4 separate regions of the Mus musculus genome follow, and all the other regions are linked to region 1. A link is a contact called in public Hi-C, Micro-C and promoter capture Hi-C data. All regions are on one chromosome and are shown on one strand. Each heading gives the region's core, a stretch centred on a gene start, on an enhancer-like site or on the middle of the called end of the contact. The rest is flanking DNA. Distances are from core to core; before and after follow the strand shown.

Region 1 (3,044 bases), core at 318-2,817:
CTAGGACAGGTTTAAAGTTTAGGGTTGTGGCACTTGCTTTGGATGTCCCAGACCTCAGCACTGAAGTGAGCGCCTGTGTGCATTTGCACATGCTTAATACGGATTTTATTCTTACTGATTTATGCATTTTTACCATGCTGATGATTGAACTCAGGGCTTTGCCAATGCTGGATGCCTCTGCTGCATCCCCAGCCCAGTGCGTGTGACTTCAACTCCTCATTAGGGGCAGGCGTGTGTTGTCTTGTTCCTTCGCTTGCTTTTTGTTTACATTGCTTGCAAGCATGATCTTCACAAGTAATGAGTCAAGAAGTTCAGATTTAAATCCGGTACAGTTGCTTGCTTCTGTTGTGATAAGGCTTTAGCTATGTGATATGGTTAACTTCGTGTTTTAGAATTCTTCACCTTTGATTTTTTTTTTTCTTCTAAAAATTTTCTTCTAAAATTGTCAGGAGACATCAGAATTATTTCTGTTTTGTATTTTGTAAGTCTAAATTAAATGTCACTTAAATGTGAAAGAACTGGCACCTTCGCTAAGGAGTCCCCAAAGCAAATGGTCATGTCAGTAATCATAACCTAATTATGAATGCAAAGTGAAGTTTGTTTCTTAAAAAAGCACAAAACAGAGGAAAGTAAGCCCCACAGCATCTCACAGCATTATCTAGCCCAGGAGAAAGCCTCCTTCTGCGAAGCCATAGGGTCCTGAATGGTAGCAGTAGTAATAAGAGAGGATGCTGGCATCTGCCCAAGGACTTGTTCAGAGGGATCCACAAATGGCCTGCTCAGTGTGTGGCTGTACAGAAGTTCCAGGGTGACACATGCCTCCCAAGCCAGTCACAATGCAAGAGGTCAGGAGTCATGTTCAAGGGCAGGGTGTTTCTGGATAAGGCTGAGGAAGCAGAGGTGGCCCCTCTGTGCTCAGTGTGTGGGTCTGTGTACTCCTTTCCCGTCAAAGCTGGCCCAGCATGGCCAAAAAGTGGTTCCTTGGCAGGGTTTAATGGCAGGATGATGTAGTCTGTTGTGACTAGTGCATTCCTTTCAGGTTAAACTAGGGAAATGGCATTGTGTTAAAATTCCAAGTCGCATGAATGTTTTATTGCCACAGTGCATTTAGCCCTCCAGGGGAGTGTGTGTGGCAGAGGTGGGGTTGGGGGTGGGGTGACTTGGAGGCGCAGGAACTATCAGAAGGACACTTCCCTTGGAAAATTTTACCCATCAGCATGAAGCTGATTTGCTCTGATGGTCACTTAGAAGGGTTTCACTTTTTTTCTTCAACTGTGGCTGTTTAAAGTCTTGTAGTCCGGACAATTAGCAGCTGAAGAAAATATGACAAGACACACACACAGAGGCCGGCAGATAGAGAGGAGGAATGAGCCAGAAAGGAGCTGAGCTGCCTTGTGTAAACTGCCCAAGCAGGGCTCCCCCTCCCTGGCCGCCATCCCTGTCCCCCTTTCCCCAGGCTGTTTTTGCTGTCTGCCTGAAGGCCAGCGGGACTGCTCTGTTAACCTTGCACCACTGACTGGGAGGCCTCTGCAGCTCATGGTACTGTGTGTTACCATTACCACTCCCCCATTCCTTCTCCCTGGCTCTCCCCCCCTCCCCTTAACTGCTTCTCTATAACAACGGTTTATATTAGTCAGAGGCATACAATTTTGGAATGCAGAAGGTCTGAGTTAAAACAAAACAAATTTAAGTATGTGCTCGCTTGTGTTCTCCCCCCCCCCCCAACACTCCTGCATTTAGAAAGGCTATCCTGAGCCATTCTAATTCAATTCTCTCCAGACTTTTCCATCGTGATTTAAAACCAGGAATTCTGGAATTTGAGCAGTTTAAACAGGGAAGTTATTGAGTATCTGGAAGGAAGAGTGCTATGAAACCTTGCGTGGAGCCTCAGGTTGAGGGTACAGGCCTCAACAATGACCTCTGATTTTGCACACTGTCCCTCCCTTGCCCCTCTCAAGGAGTGTTTCTGCCTCCTTTATTGTTTCAAACATACAGTTGCCTGCCGAGGACTGATAGCTTGTATTTGTGAGCGTTACAAATAACACTCAGGACTCTTTCATGATCCGGTTCATTTGTAAGAGATTAAAATGTGCACTGATGGAACAGTTTCCTCTTGCTCTCTACCTTTGTAAAGCATTTGGGTTTCTCCCTGTGAAGAGGAGAGCTATAGCTTAAGAAAAGTCATAGTTTGAGCTGTAGTTCTGAATTGCCAGTTTCTCTATGTTTCCAAATGTTAAAATACTTCCAGAATATAACGGAAATTTAACATGAATATTGTACAAAAAATGAGGCATGAGTAAGCCAGTGTACCCTATTTATGTAGAATTTTAAGGGCTTGATTTGTACATTTTTATAAAATGATTTTGTCAAAATAGACCTCCAGAGTTTAATCTGATTAGTGGTGTTTGTATGATGGTTTGTTCTTTTTAAACAGATATATTGACATTGTTTATGGGAAGTCTTAAACTAGCAAGCAATCAACTTTACAACAAAATCGAGATTTATATGTGGACTTGATGCTTCACATGTAAGACATATTCATATACTAACCGTCTTCCCTAAGCTCTTGTGGTCCCCACAGAGTTGGCTCCTTTTACTCTGTGGCTGCTCAGGTGATAGTAGAGTTTGGCTGACTCTGGTTTCCAGTCGGGGATTTTAAAATGTAGGGTTTTGCTGGTATTTGTTTTTTTTTCCTTTCTGTTTTATTATTTATTATAACCAGTTTTAAAGTTGTCCCCCCCCCCCACAGGGTGTGAAAATAAAAGTGTCAAATAACCTTTCATGTGCATTTAGTTTATCTGGAAATATAGTTGATAGTTCTAATCATGGAAGCATTTTTTTTTAATTATGAAAAGGATGTTGTAGCTCTGCTCAGTCCTTTCCAATCTGATTTATTAAAAGTTTCCTCTTATTTTCCAAGAAGGAAAGAGTGAAATGACACCAACATTAAATCTCTCTAATAAGAACATTTCAGCCAAGGCAGGATGGTTTTCCCCAAGTCAGATTTCATTAAAAACAAATCAGTGTCTGTCCTTTGAGCGCTT
Region 2 (3,044 bases), core at 252-2,751, 120 kb after region 1:
TGGACTTTGGATCCTGTGACACATGAAATGCAAGGACAGTAGAGTTAAGTTAGAGTCATTTACCATCCTACTTTATGATTTACTATGCTGCGAGCCTTATTGCTTATATAGGTCACTGTTTACAGCATTTCTTGTAAAGATTTAATTTTAAAAGAATATGTGTGTGCATACATCTCACACACACACACACACACACACACACACACTATTGCAGTTGGAGTGGAAGACTATGAGTTCCGGTGCTTGTGGAAGCCAAAACAGGACACTGGATCTCCCCAAGTTGGAATTACAGGCAGTTATGAGCCTTCCTACGTGGGAGCTGGGAATGAAACTTGGGTCCTCTGCAAGAGTAGTGTGTGTAGTTACCTGCTGATCCACCTCTCCAGCCCTACTTCTAAATCTTGTATAATCAGCAGAAAGTGATTTTTGTTCTCAGTCTCATTAAGTTTGCATTCTCCCCTTTTACTTAATAGGTCTTCGTAGACTAGAGGCCCTTACTTAAATGGAAAGTATAAAATATCCACCAAAAAAAAGTTGTAGTTTTTTTTAATGTAAGTGTACATCACATAGATGTTGCTGGATTTCCTGTTTTTATTTACTAAACTCATAAATGTCAATTAAGTTTCTATTAAGACTCAGTATGTAAAATGAAATTTTAACCTAGGATCCAAGGCATTCTATAATCAAAACTCTTGGTTATGTTTGTCTTACATTTTGAATCAGGCGCTCTTGGAATTCTGTTTACAAATTCCACAAGTTTATTGTAGACATGGTGCCTTATAAAGACTTGAACAGGACAGATCAAAGTCAATACTTCCATATGAGAGGTCAAATGTCTTTATTATTTGTCTCAGTCTGTGTTAAGCTTACAATTTATGTAAATATCTATGAAAGGAGTTTGCCATCAGCCCCTACCTATCTTGTGTCTCCGTAGCTGTGGCTCATCTTCCTCAGCCAGTTTTCTTCTTCACATTGGAAAGTCTCCCATCCTCAGCAATAAAATGTCTGAAGTGTCTGTGCTCTCCTGTTCATTCTGAGAGACTTGACAGCACTGTCTGGAATCATGTATAGACTTCCCAGGATACATAGCACACTGAGAAGAAAACCGGACTTTCCTTTGTTACAGGAAGATAATGTTCTCACATATTCACCCACAGCACAGCTCTGGCCTTACTCTAACTGACATGGAGAAGGTCTGTCAGCAATTGTACTTTGGAAGAACATTTTTAGCAGGTGTTTAGGACTTGGTGAACTGTAACAGCACACTACTAGGCTGGGTGCTTCTTAGCATAGTGCAGTGATGATAGTCTGACCAAAGGTGGAAGGTTGGCCATTTAAGAAAATGCTTCTAGATTGTTACAGTGTTCCAGAACCTGGCTGTGCCTAGCCTCAGATCCTTTCCTTAGAGGAACCAGCTTTTGCTGTCCCGGCATTCTGTTCTGCTGTCTCCATGAGGAAAGTCCTTGAACATTTCTGTACTTGCTTCACTTGAGTGAAAACAAAGCCATTTCCTGCCTGGCACAGGAGACTGTTGCTTGACCTGGGGGCACAGTGCCCTCTCCTGCCTCTCTCCTCTCCTCCCTGATTGGAGCTGATAAGCCATAAAGGGAGGACATCCTGATGTAAAGGCCTGTGCTTGATTAATGGCTCTGGCTGCTCTCTCATCGCATCCCTCAGCTGCGGGTTCCCTTGCTTTCTCAGCCTACCCACCTTCTGCATGTTGCTTTAAACTCCTTCAATTTTCTTTTAGCATCGTTCAAACAGTGCCTCCTTTTCAAAGTCCTGGGCCATCTGCCTGCTAGCTTCTCAGATATGTTGTCACGTGATGCAGGATGAGTGTTGCAAGATCTTGTGTCCTAAGTACTGTCAGTGCTGATTTACTGGTCAGGGGCTTCCTGGGTGAAACTGACGTTTTCAGAACTCTCTTTCTCAGACTGTGACAAAGCTCTACATCAGTTAAAGGGAGGATGCTAGAGAGAGAGTTAAAGGGACAGCTGTTGAATAAGGAGCTTGCAGCTTGTTCTAGCTCTGACTGTTGGAACCATTTCCAGGTTATTTAATTAAGTTTTTCTCATTTTTTTTTTCTGTGAAGATATCTATATGATTTGTACATAGTAAAAGCCTGGTGAAGTGTTAGTTGTTTTAATTACTGAATCAAAATAACAGATATATCAAAGTTGACTAGTTAAAAGATAGCTGTAGGCAGACTAATGTATTTCCTGTGTTCTGGTTCTTTTATGTGCAAATTCAAATAATAATAGGAATGCGCCTAAATATCACAGTGGCTTGAAGGAAGATAAAATGAGTGGGGAGTTACCCTAATGTTCTGGCATAAGCATTTTAGCTCAAATCCTATGTAGTCAATGCGGTAATTCTAAACATGAACAGTCATGAGACTGTCTAAGAGTTTTAGCCCTTGGGAGGTAGAGGCAGGAGAATCAGCCATTCATGGTCATTCTCAGCTTCATGGTGAGTTTGAGCACAGCCTGGAATACTTGAGACCCCATCTCAGAGACAAAAACAGAGTCTTTCAAAGTGCAGTGTGGAAGGGGGTGTGCTTCAGAGTGGAGTTTTGTACCGGTTTATCTTGGCTGTGAGGCCCAGAGCTCTTCAGGGGCAGTCTCCTCGTCCAAGAACTCTAGGGCAGCTGTGTGGGCCTCATTTGAACAGAAGCAGAGACAAAGTTACTCCAGACAACTTTATCCCAGACCACTGTGAAGTCTCACTAGAGCTTCCCGGTTTTTGAGAAGTAGAGAGCAGTGCATTATGTGTTGAAAACCAAAGAGATTAAACTGAGGAAGAGCTGCCCTTGCTTATCTTCACACCTCTCCTTCTGCGTGTGAATACTTTGATAGGCTCACTACTTTATCATTTTATTGCATTTTATTACATCATAAATTTTTATATCTTGCTAACGATCCTACAGGAAGCTTAATTGTTTATAGGAACATCTTAATTAACTAGAGTTCACCATGTTAAGCGGAACACAAATTGAAGGGGTGATAAATGAAACACCCTCCGTTCCTCTCCTTTTATCGGATGCA
Region 3 (3,044 bases), core at 151-2,650, 100 kb before region 1:
GTGTTCTCACCTGTGATTTTAAAATATTTTTCACACAATAAGAAAGAGTTTGTGGCATTAGTGAGGTAGACTTTTTCCTGCCGTATTTAAAATTGTTGTCATTTTCTCTACATTATTGCCACTAGATCCATGGTTCTCAACTTGTGGGTCGTGATGCCTTTGGGGGTTGAGTGACCCTTTCACAGGAGTAGCCTTACACCATCACAGAAACACAATTATTTACATTATAATTCATAACAGTGACAAAACTATAGTTATGAAAGAGCAACAAAAATAATTTTATGGTTAGGCATCACCACATGAGGAACTGTATTAAAGGGTTGCAGCGTTAGGAAGGTTTAGGACTATTGCTGTAGGAAGGTCAGTTCATAGGATAGCCAGTTGCCTTAAGAGATGGCTAGATGTGGTGTGTGTGTGTGTGTGTGTGTGTGTGTGTGTGTGAGAGAGAGAGAGAGAGAGAGAGAGAGAGAGAGAGAAGAAAGGCAAGCATGAGTGACCCCGGTAGCGGAGGTTTTTATTCCTTTAGTCCTTGGAACACTAACAAACACCCACCAGTTTGCATGCTGTTTATACAAATGCTTGCTTTACCTCAGTAGAAGGCAGTGGTTAGAATTTTCAAGTTGGGATCAGAGTGTCCTGCCTATGTGCATTTTGTATCTAAGGTGAAATACTGACCTAGAACGCAGTAAAATTTCTCTCAGGGGGAAGGTGCCTCCCTACCCTCTCATTTCCTTGTTAGTGGCAAGTGACACAAGAAGGCTTCCAAACTTTGGGGAGTCCTGGATGGTTAGCAGATGAGATCATTTCCAGTGAAACTTACCAGCTGCCCCTGAATTCCCTCTTCAGAGCACTATGCTTTTATTACGAGATTTAATTATAGGATAAGGAAAGTGCTGTGAGCATCTTTAGACCACACATGTGAAGCTACACACTTGAGTCTAGGAGTTTAGAGTTGAGCCACTTAAGGAAAAAGAGGCCGCACACTCACACTCGTGTTGCTGTGACTGACGGTTGCGAAGCTTGCTCTGCATCTGGCCTTGAGTTTCATATGTTTTATGTGTTAGGTTCTCTCAATTTCTTAGCATTTTTATTTTATTCTTATAATCACTTAATAATGGTATTGGCACCGAATTCTACATGTGTGTTTTTCCCCAGCTTTTCTACACGCTCATTGTGGCTGTATACTTTATGTGTAGAAAACATCAGAAAGACATGACAGTTGCTTTAGAACAGATAACTCAGAGGAAGGTTGTCGCCATTTACTCAGGGCTAGCACCAGTGTTCCCATTCTTCCCTGCAGACTGGACATCTGAGTTCTCGTGACTCAGGTTCATGTTCTTAAGCTCACAGTGGTAATATGGCAAACGCTCAAGATCTCCGACATAAATCAGGACTGAAGTGTTCATCAGAACCAGTATTGGGTACAAGGAGGTCTTACTGGAAGTGTCTTGCGTATTGTTCAAACACAAGGGACAACTGGCTTTTGCTTTCCTTGGCCAGAACATTGTCTCAAGCGAGTGATTAGGCTGCACTCCAGCGTTAACCCAGGGCAAAACTTATGCAGCCCTACCAGCAGTGGGGTAATTAAGAGAAGGGAAAGTGAAAATATTTGCTTAAAGTTTAACTGCATTTTAATTAATCATGAAAAATAACAAATACAGCTAAGAAGGAAGGAGACAATAGGGGCATTTTTACCTTTTCCTTTAACGTATTCTAGATATGCCCATTAATTCTTCCAGAATATTATTAATCCATATTAGAAATAAGAACCCAAGATTCCACATCTGCCTTTGGGTTGATATGTGAGCTGTAGGATAATTCTGTCTTACTTACAAGAAAATGTCACTCTATCAAATCTGTGAACCAGTAACAGTTGAGTTGATAGAGAGGAGTCTTTCAAAGTAAGATCCAGATACAAAGCTGATAGTACAAATCTTTAGAGTTAAAAGGGATGGTAACAACTGCACCTACACATTATGGCTAACCAGAGCATTATGTTATAAGAAAAGTGAACGATTCAGTCACTGCTCATTGCTGAGAGTTCAAATGCTTATCCTTGGCATGGCTGTAGAACTTAGATTGCTGTGGCTTTCGAATCTACCTAGGCTGGCCTCCCGCAGAGAGAGGTACCCTTACCAGCCTTCATTGTGTAAACTCTTTACTGCTGTTCATCTTGCCTTTTGTCACTCCACAGCTTCTATACAAACATCAGGTTTGTTAATGCTGCCATTTTCCTCAAGCATTGTATAGAGTGTGAGTTTTGCCCGCTGTGGTCCTTGGATGACTTTCCTACTGCATCTGTTTGCCCTCCTATCTGCTACACTAGCTGTATGACTTCTGCTTTAGGTATCCCTTCAGCACAATACAACGCTTCTCTCCTCTGCATCCTCATCTCTGCTCTTGGAAGAGTTCATCCTAAGCTTCTAAAGTCTTTTTGTCTTTGATTTTTGTTGTTCCAGAGAGCCATAACCCAGGCCCATGTGTATGTTAGCCAGGACCCTACTTCTTAGCTACGCTTCTGCATAAAAGTCCATTTTAAATGTCTTCTCTTTTCATGAATAACCTGTAGTACTAATGGATTGGTATTCTCCACACAATTTTTATATTTTGTTTGGTTCTTTATGTCTAGGGATCTAGTCGGTTTGTCATGGATTTATGTGCTCTTATTAACCTACATAGATTAGTTAGCATACGGCCTATGAATACCTTGTAAAGACACAATATCTCATGTCTTCGTTTATTAAGTCGAAATATAAATATTTCTGATTATTTCAAGGAACACATTTAGTCATTTATACAGTAGTTCCTTAATAAATAATACTACAAAGGTTGTAGCCAGATGACCAAGCTTTGATATTTGGTATCTACCATATTACAATTATGTGTTCTTGTTTTGGTTTCTTATCCATACAATAACAATATATAGTAATATTTCCCTTATAGGATTATTATGAAGAGGAAATAAATCAATACATTTAAAGCATTTATACTAGCAGCCAGCAGACTAAGGCTGTACTATGTAATTCTGGAGCCAGTAGCCACAT
Region 4 (3,044 bases), core at 174-2,673, 66 kb after region 1:
CTTATTTATGGGTAGCTGTGGTCTTTCAAACCTGAGTGGATTTCCCTCATTTGCCTTGTCTCATTGAGGAAGGTGTGGTGCCATCTTTCTGGCCCGAGCCAGCTCTAGTGATAGATTTGATGAACGGTTGCTTTGGACCTGGCCCTCACCAAGTGCACCTGAATTCACTAAGAATGAATTTAAATCCCAAGGGTCAAAGTTGCACTTCATGTGGCAATTCTTAGCTGCATAAAAACAAACAAAAAATATCCATAGAACTGTGGTATAAACAAAAAAAGAAGATGTAGTGTTGTTATGACTTTTGGATTAGATTACTGCTGAACCAAGCGTCTTTTTGACACAAGCTAAAAATAACGTGTTTGGCTAATTAGGCGATAAAAGCAAACATCAAAGGCAGACCTTTCCGTTAGTCCTACACTGGCTTCCTTGTATTTAAAACGCTAGCCAACAAATAAAGTGTTTGACCGTTGTTATTATTCGTTTTTAGTTGAGACTTAGTGGAAAACAATATCCCTAGGTATTTGTTTTTCTCAGCTTGATACTTAACCCTACTACCAATCACTAAGTAATAGTGAAATGTAACAGCTACTGCCTTGTCACAACAGACACTTAAAAACGATTTCTGCTTTTTCCACATTAACACGTCTAGATTAGGAAAGTGGAGCATATCTCTCCCTTTCAGTGATATTTATTCATGGGAATGATGGTGTGCAGCAAGAAAAAGTGCGTGCATGTAAAAATACCTTCAGCTTGCCAGGGAGGTTGCTTTATTTTTTTTTTTTTCCAGAATGCTCTTGATTTACAAGTGAAACTTACTCTTGTGTGAAGGGCAAATTTAAATAGTAGGAATTCATGCGGTCACTAGTGAGACATCAGTTGAAAAGTCTGGGTGTTGTTTTCTCTGTGTGGTTTCAGGTGTGTGTGTGTGTGTGTGTGTGTGTGTGTGTGTGTGTGTGAGAGAGAGAGAGAGAGAGAGAGAGGGGGGGGGAGAGAGAGAGAGAGAGAGTGTGTCTGTCGGTGAGCATCCGTGTTTACTGTCATTCCTTGCCCACTCTGTCCCCTCTCTTACTCAGATACATGTATATAGGCCACCTTCAGTCAAGGCATGTGACCCGTCCCACATGTGTCTCTGTATGTGTCCACATCCGCTCCTTTTATTGCTTTCTTATGGCATTCTGCTTTACAAAGTGACATTTTCTGAAAACAGTATGTTTTTACATTTTGTGGGGTTTTCTCCTTATCTCTGTAATTCCTGAGACTTTTTCTAAACAAGATGCCTGGCATTTTCTAAGGACAGAGCAGAGACAGAGCCGCCCCGAGCAGGCAGACACACTTACATTGCTTGTGGTTTTTCAATACAGCTGCGTTCAAATGGGCCTGCCTTTTCGGCACTGGTTCCAGTGCCAAAGTCAGACTGTCACACAGCTGGTAGTACTTACTGTACTTGCGGGAAACTATGTGATTCATTAGTTGGAACCGTATGGTTTTCACCAGTTCTGGTCATGTTTTTGTTAGGATGTGGTAAAAACATAAGCAGAGGGTGAAGGGACAATGGAAGCATGTGACTTGTTAAGGACTGGCCCCAACCCATTATTAGTTAAATTGTTCACCATAAAATGTCCTCTGTACCTCATAAGACAAATGACTTAATTTTTTATTCTTCAGTTGAGGTCATTTAGTCATAAGTAGTAAAAATTATCAACACTAAGCTCTTTTTGTCTTTTTTTTTCCCCTTTCTGCAAAGTATCATGATCCATTTAAACCCCAAACTGTAATATGAAGAGAAGTCATGCAAGTAAAAGATATTAATTTGCTGAAAAATGTCCATGACGGGTGAAGAACTTTTAACTGGAGTGAACTCTCGCTACTGATAAAATATGAGTGTGGTATTGCAGTTAATAAGAAACACTGCTAATACCACAGGATATGTGGAGAACAATAAACGGGAGTTCCTTTGTCCAAGCTCACTAGAGTTTATGGGTGGATGAATGAGTCTTTCAAATATTTTTGTCACTAATAGAGTTGGACTAGGGTGTTTGCAGTGTTTGTTACTGGGGTTGTGCAGAGCCGCTGGGCTGCACTGTGTCGCCCCTTAGCCCTCTATGGGGTAGTCTTTGAGACTGAGTGTTTCACACCTGCATAGGGTGAACTACAGCCACAGTAGAGTGGATTCTGCAGATGGTGTATTGTCTGTGCATAGGCATTTGCTTTCAAATTCACGTTCCTTTGAATCCTCCCAACGCTGTACCTTTGCCCCCTCTCTCCTAATCTACTATTGCAAAGGTGACATTTTTGAAGTCTTTGTGGGTAGTCTATTGGCAGATTATGCGTCCACCCTCTGACTCCGTTTTCTAACCGTTTCCTTTTAGAGCTCTGCACCGTTCATGCCTCAGCACATATGCTCCTGCAGTTGCGGCACTCTGCAGAATTAGAACCAGGTCTGTCTCTGACAATTAGCTCAACTGGCTACAGCATAAATAAAGGAATGCGCTCAGGGGCTGTAGTCTGTGACATGGTTTAACAGAGCGTAAAAAGGTGCATCTGTTCCCTGCCCACATTCAGTCGCCTCACTGTCACTGGGAAGTTATCGACACGGAGACATGCCTGTGCTGTTTGGTAAACAAGCGGCAGGTATTAAATTAATGGGGCTGTGAGCGTGTGCAAGTGCTGCTTTATTAAAAGCTCTGCTTTCCGGACTCACTGCTGGGCCACAGGCCGCCACTAGAGTATCTATTAAGATGACTCATGGCAGGGAATACTTCAGCACTTTGTACTCATTTCTAGGGGGGACCATTGACCTCTGGAAGCCTGATTAGGGAGAAAGGGAACAGAAGAAAGGTGGCCAGTGAACAATTGACACAGAGTTAGTAGACTGAGCCAGAAACAAGGGGAACTGAGAGCAGCACAGAGCTAGGCTGAGGTGTAAATCGGACTTTGGAATCCAATCCCAAGTTGCAGCTGGTGTTTCGTTGTTAGTTTCTCTTGCTTTTGTACCTAACTCTCCTCATGGCTGATACTTGATGTGAGTTCTGAGATGAAGAAGG

What was found. Hi-C and Micro-C count contacts between places; a contact is called where the count stands out from the background. Capture Hi-C pulls out chosen DNA fragments and counts their contacts.
Region 2: a Hi-C map of uterus shows a contact between it and region 1, with 2.3 times the contacts expected there. The contact joins two enhancer-like sites. A contact is called at or near these places in 2 of 39 promoter capture datasets (3T3-L1-derived adipocytes and epiblast stem cells), 1 of 15 datasets of contacts at CTCF or cohesin (the NIH/3T3 cell line), 4 of 484 Hi-C or Micro-C datasets (embryonic fibroblasts and uterus) and 1 of 9 other capture datasets (adipose tissue).
Region 3: a promoter capture Hi-C map of adipose tissue shows a contact between it and region 1. The contact joins two enhancer-like sites. A contact is called at or near these places in 1 of 39 promoter capture datasets (the HPC-7 cell line), 1 of 484 Hi-C or Micro-C datasets (nephron progenitors), 1 of 115 datasets of contacts at active chromatin or transcription factors (embryonic stem cells) and 1 of 9 other capture datasets (adipose tissue).
Region 4: a Micro-C map of muscle stem cells shows a contact between it and region 1, with 7 times the contacts expected there. The contact joins two enhancer-like sites. A contact is called at or near these places in 1 of 39 promoter capture datasets (the 3T3-L1 cell line), 3 of 484 Hi-C or Micro-C datasets (embryonic fibroblasts, muscle stem cells and uterus), 1 of 115 datasets of contacts at active chromatin or transcription factors (kidney) and 2 of 9 other capture datasets (adipose tissue and pancreatic islet).

Annotation. Positions count from the first base shown.
Region 1 is chr4:84,521,859-84,524,902 of GRCm38.p6, reverse strand. The region is part of intron 3 of Bnc2 (basonuclin 2); the gene reads left to right. Among named protein-coding and RNA genes, the nearest start is that of Bnc2, 150 kb to the left of the region's middle. Within about 2 kb of position 1,567, at least 124 of the 459 cell types and tissues checked have an H3K27ac peak or open chromatin away from gene starts, as enhancers often do. A contact at or near this core is called in adipose tissue, embryonic fibroblasts, muscle stem cells and 1 more, where this site is marked.
Region 2 is chr4:84,406,213-84,409,256 of GRCm38.p6, reverse strand. All of the region lies in intron 4 of Bnc2 (basonuclin 2), which reads left to right. Among named protein-coding and RNA genes, the nearest start is that of Gm33597, 190 kb to the right of the region's middle. Within about 2 kb of position 1,501, at least 31 of the 459 cell types and tissues checked have an H3K27ac peak or open chromatin away from gene starts, as enhancers often do. A contact at or near this core is called in adipose tissue and uterus, where this site is marked.
Region 3 is chr4:84,626,202-84,629,245 of GRCm38.p6, reverse strand. The region is part of intron 1 of Bnc2 (basonuclin 2); the gene reads left to right. Among named protein-coding and RNA genes, the nearest start is that of Bnc2, 48 kb to the left of the region's middle. Within about 2 kb of position 1,400, at least 9 of the 459 cell types and tissues checked have an H3K27ac peak or open chromatin away from gene starts, as enhancers often do. A contact at or near this core is called in adipose tissue, where this site is marked.
Region 4 is chr4:84,456,135-84,459,178 of GRCm38.p6, reverse strand. All of the region lies in intron 3 of Bnc2 (basonuclin 2), which reads left to right. Among named protein-coding and RNA genes, the nearest start is that of Bnc2, 220 kb to the left of the region's middle. Within about 2 kb of position 1,423, at least 49 of the 459 cell types and tissues checked have an H3K27ac peak or open chromatin away from gene starts, as enhancers often do. A contact at or near this core is called in embryonic fibroblasts, muscle stem cells and uterus, where this site is marked.